2 separate regions of the Pelodiscus sinensis genome follow, and region 2 is linked to region 1. The links are chromatin contacts, called in public Hi-C maps. All regions are on one chromosome and are shown on one strand. Each heading gives the region's core, a stretch centred on a gene start, on an enhancer-like site or on the middle of the called end of the contact. The rest is flanking DNA. Distances are from core to core; before and after follow the strand shown.

What was found. A called contact is a pair of places that touch in the nucleus more often than the background predicts.
Region 2: a contact with region 1 is called in a Hi-C map of an unstated tissue, with 3 times the contacts expected there. The contact joins the promoter of TMX2 here to the promoter of SMTNL1 in region 1. A contact is called at or near these places in 3 of 5 Hi-C or Micro-C datasets (liver and an unstated tissue).

Annotation. Positions count from the first base shown.
Region 1 is chr4:128,464,683-128,467,285 of ASM4963464v1, reverse strand. SMTNL1 (smoothelin like 1) reads right to left here and starts at 1,285. Exons shown (of 10, transcript XM_014571231.3): 1 at 1,136-1,285.
Region 2 is chr4:128,614,853-128,617,455 of ASM4963464v1, reverse strand. TMX2 (thioredoxin related transmembrane protein 2) reads right to left here and starts at 1,278. Exons shown (of 8, transcript XM_075928620.1): 1 at 1,014-1,278. The coding sequence starts at 1,202. MED19 (mediator complex subunit 19) reads left to right here and starts at 1,548. Exons shown (of 5, transcript XM_014571181.3): 1 at 1,548-1,875. The coding sequence starts at 1,641.

The DNA.
Region 1 (2,603 bases), core at 36-2,535:
CTGTCATTACTTAGGCAGCTCTGCCACCCTGTGGCCAGGCCTAGGAATTACAGGTGCACCCCTAGGTGGGTGACCATAGCAGAGTCCTCAGTCCCTCCCAAACCCGTGAGATACAGGTACTTCACTGCTGGATTTGGGGGTTACTTCCCACTGCACAGGCGGGACTCAGTTTTCCAGCCAATCAGGAAGGAGACTCTCCCCCTTCCCCGTAACTGGGGAACATCCAGGCCACCCAGGGTAGCACAACTGGTCTCTATCCTCAAGGGCAGGCAGCTCTGGGGCCTGGCTCACCAGCCTGGCCAGATGCTGGGGCTGAGACACTGTTGTGCGAGATGGTCATAAATGGGGCAGAAGGAAAAGACAGGGCAGGTTCCACCCAATCCAGTGCCCAGGCAGCTCCCTCTGCAGCTGTTACCTGCCTTCCCCTGGCATCTATGGCTTAGCCATACCCGATGCCTCCCTCCTAAAGGCAAAGGCTGCATGCTCTCGAGCAGTGTTTCCCAAATGGTGTTCCACGGAACCCCGGGGTTCCCCGAAGTAAAAATAAGGGTTCCGCACGAAAATTCCATTCCAATAACATTTTCTTATTAAAAAAATAATATTGAAGCATTTATTAATTTTATTGACAACAATTTTCATTTGTGTTTGCCACAATAAGTGTCCCTGTGTAATGCCAGCTTAGCCAGAGAGTGGGGATGATGACGTCACTAGTCAGTGCTGATGTCCATCTATTAGACTGTTATTAGGGATTCTGCAAAATTCTTTTGAGTTTAAAAGGGTTCCATGGCTAAATTAAATTGGGAAATGCTGCTCTGGTGGGTAGAGCTGGGAACTGGGAGTCAGGAGAACTGGGTTCAGTCCTGATTCTGAACTTGGGCGAGTCTCTGCCCCTGTTTCCCCATGTGTAATACAGGGGCGGGGCACGACAAAGCAGGTGCACACACTGCCAAGGACGAGCTGCCTGGCTCTGTATTTAGTACAAGGCTCTGACCATCGCTGGCTCAGAGGCCAACAGCAGCTGTTAGGAGGACACAGAGTCCCATGCATTTGTTAATGGCAGGCAGGTGGTAAGGCTGGCAGCCAGGCTAGGGCATGTACTTATGAAATGTATGGGGCTTGATCGGACAGATCCTACCTCAGCTCCACTGGCGGTGGGGTCCACACTATAGTGTTGCTCTTTCTCTCTGGGGCCTATGGCGAGAGGTGTTGCCTGCCTGGGCTCAAAGGGAGAGAGGGGCTGATGGTGCCCGACACAATGGTACTGGCTGTGCCCAGGCTCCGGAGGCTCTGCTCCTGGCCTGATCCGCCTCCGTGGACAGGGGACTCTGGGAGCCTATGGCAAATAACGTCACAGCCCCACCCTCAGCCGGCCCCCTATGTACTCACCCCATGACCCCCTCCCCACAGCCTGTGTCACCCCACAGCCCGACAGGCCTCCACTGCAATCACCCTCGCCCCATAACCCCTCCCCGCAGCCTGTGTCACCACACAGCCCGACAGGCCCCACTGCAATCACCCCCACCCTATAACCCCTCCCCACAGCCTGTCACCCCACAGCCCGACAGCCCCCACTGCAATCACCCCCACCCTATAACCCCTCCCCACAGCCTGTGTCACCCCACAGCCCGACAGCCCCCACTGCAATCACCCCCACCCCATAACCCCTTCCCACAGCCTGTGTCACCCCACAGCCCGACAGGCCCCACCGCAATCACCCCCACCCCATAACCCCTCCCCACAGCCTGTGTCACCCCACAGCCCGACAGGCCCCACCGCAATCACCCCCACCCCATAACCCCTCCCCACAGCCTGTGTCACCCCACAGCCCGACAGGCCCCACTGCAATCACCCCCACCCCATAACCCCGCCCCACAGCCTGTGTCACCCCACAGCCCGCAGCCCCCACTGCAATCACCCCCACCCTATAACCCCTCCCCACAGCCTGTGTCACCCCACAGCCCGACAGCCCCCACTGCAATCACCCCCACCCTATAACCCCTCCCCACAGCCTGTCACCCCACAGCCCGACAGCCCCCACTGCAATCACCCCCACCCTATAACCCCTCCCCACAGCCTGTCACCCCACAGCCCGACAGCCCCCACTGCAATCACCCCCACCCCATAACCCCGCCCCACAGCCTGTGTCACCCCACAGCCCGCAGCCCCCACTGCAATCACCCCCACCCTATAACCCCTCCCCACAGCCTGTGTCACCCCACAGCCCGACAGCCCCCACCGCAATCACCCCCACCCTATAACCCCTCCCCACAGCCTGTCACCCCACAGCCCGACAGCCCCCACTGCAATCACCCCCACCCCATAACCCCGCCCCACAGCCTGTGTCACCCCACAGCCCGCAGCCCCCACTGCAATCACCCCCATTCAACCCCCCACTCTCCCAGCCGGTCCCATCCCTGCTGTCCCTGAAGCCCCGGGGGATCCCAACCTGCCCGCTTTTGGGGGCCTCTCTCCCTCCCCTGCGCCCCACCAAGGGGCTGAACCCCTGCAACGCCCACCCCCCACCGGACGGGGGCACTGCTCCTTCAGCTACGCTAGGCTCATTAGACCTCCCGGCTTGTCTAGCAACAACTAGCACTCTATGG
Region 2 (2,603 bases), core at 29-2,528, 150 kb before region 1:
GAGGCAGGGGGGGCTCGGGACTCACCCAGTCGAAGTCGCAGGGGGGGGGAGGCAGGGGGGCTCGGGACTCACCCAGTCGAAGTCGCAGGGGGGGAGGCAGGGGGGCTCGGGACTCACCCAGTCGAAGTCGCAGGGGGGGGGGAGGCAGGGGGGCTCGGGACTCACCCAGTCGAAGTCGCAGGGGGGGGGGAGGCAGGGGGGCTCGGGACTCACCCAGTCGAAGTCGCAGGGGGGGGGGAGGCAGGGGGGCTCGGGACTCACCCAGTCGAAGTCGCAGGGGGGGGGGAGGCAGGGGGGCTCGGGACTCACCCAGTCGAAGTCGCAGGGGGGGGGGAGGCAGGGGGGCTCGGGACTCACCCAGTCGAAGTCGCAGGGGGGGGGGAGGCAGGGGGGCTCGGGACTCACCCAGTCGAAGTCGCAGGGGGGGGAGGCAGGGGGGCTCGGGACTCACCCAGTCGAAGTCGCAGGGGGGGGGGCAGGGGGGCTCGGGACTCACCCAGTCGAAGTCGCGGGGGGGGGGAGGCAGGGGGGCTCGGGACTCACCCAGTCGAAGTCGCGGGGGGGGGGAGGGAGGCAGGGGGGCTCGGGACTCACCCAGTCGAAGTCGCAGGGGGGGGGAGGCAGGGGGGCTCGGGACTCACCCAGTCGAAGTCGCAGGGGGGGGGAGGCAGGGGGGCTCGGGACTCACCCAGTCGAAGTCGCAGGGGGGGGGAGGCAGGGGGGCTCGGGACTCACCCAGTCGAAGTCGCAGGGGGGGGGAGGCAGGGGGGCTCGGGACTCACCCAGTCGAAGTCGCAGGGGGGGAGGCAGGGGGGCTCGGGACTCACCCAGTCGAAGTCGCAGGGGGGGAGGCAGGGGGGCTCGGGACTCACCCAGTCGAAGTCGCAGGGGGGGGAGGCAGGGGGGCTCGGGACTCACCCAGTCGAAGTCGCAGGGGGGGGGGAGGCAGGGGGGCTCGGGACTCACCCAGTCGAAGTCGCAGGGGGGGGGAGGCAGGGGGGCTCGGGACTCACCCAGTCGAAGTCGCAGGGGTTCCCATCCTCGCGCTGGGTGGGCAGCCCCTGGCAGAGCGGCGGCACTTTGCGCACCAGCAGGAAGGCGGCGGAGAGCAGCGCCGAGAGCGGGTAATAGGGCCGCGCCAGCCAGCGGCACAGCCCAGGCACCGAGTAGAACAGCGCCAGCAGCGGGGCTAGCACCGCCATCTTCACCTCCACTGAGCAGCCCCGCACCGCCGGGACGACCGCGCACGCTCCACCGATCCCTATTGGCTAATCTTAATGCCAATCGTGATGAGGACAGGAACTGTAAGAAAGACCCATTCTCATTGGTTGATACCGCTGCCCCTCAAAATTAGACACATCCAATTGGCTAAATGGATTTCAAGGGGGCCTGCCTTTGTAGAGCGAGGGACTAATCAGATATCGGAATTTGGAATGACGTAAAGGCCAGACCTGATTGTCATCACAGTGCGCATGGGAGAAAACCAATCACGTCAGGCAGAGGAATGTAGCATTTTTGTCCAATCAGAGATAAACAGTGGGCGGAGTTCAAAATAGATGGGCCAATCACAGCCATAGATAGGACAGGCCGCCCTCCAATGAGGACAAGGCAGACTGTCAACTCCTCGAGGAGCCGAGCCAATGGGAGGAGAACGCGCGGGGCATGCTGGGACGATGGAGCCTTTCTCTGCTCTCTTCGGAGGGGCTGAGCCGCCGCCTCCTGCCGCGGCCGCCGCGCTGGGCTTCGGGCCGGGGAAGCCGGGCGGTCCCGGCGCCGGCCCGCCACCCACAGCCGCCGCGCCCCAGAGCGCAGAGGACGCCGCCCGCAAGGCCGCGGCTGCCAGCGGCCCCTTCTACCTAATGCGGGAACTCCCAGGTACCGAGTGCAGGGGGCGGGACTTTGCGGACTTTGGCCAATCGAGTTCAGGGGGCGGCCTTTAGGGGTCTGGCCAATCGGATTGCTCAGATTTCTGATTGGCCTCTCTCCCCGCCTATTAATGGCTGGGCCTGTTTTCTCCAGCCCAATAGGCGAAACAGACGGTCTGGTGGAGGCGGGGCTGAAGAGGTTTTTTGGATTGTCAGCCCTTTCCTCCAATGGGGAAGTCGGAAACCTATGGGGGAGGCAGTGTGTATGAATGACTGGATTGGCAGTTCTGGGAGCCAATCATGATGCAAGAAGATGTTTGGGGGGGGAATATGGGTGCTCGTAGCCAATGGAGACGGGGGGGGAGGGGAGAGAGAGCCTGCTCCCAACTGGGTCTGCATGAGCCATTTCCCAGACTCTTGTGCTGCCCCAGGAACAGTGCTGCCCCAGGGCGGTGGGGGGTGCCCAGGGGAGGGAGGCAGACGTCTGTGGGATGGGGGAGGCTGCTCCCACCCAAGGCCCTGGCTGCTCATGTAGGATCCCCAGGGGCTGGGCCACAGTCCAGCTCTGATGCGGTTAATGGGGCTAAATCCCGTTTCCTTCCCCTGTTGCCAGGCAGCCACGTGAGTCTCCAGCCCGTGGTGCGGCGCTGCCGTGTCCCAGCCGCTCTGGTTAGCGGAGGGGCTCTGCCCCTGCTCTTGAGCAGGCCGGGCTGAGGTCTGCTGCACCTGTAGCCCAGT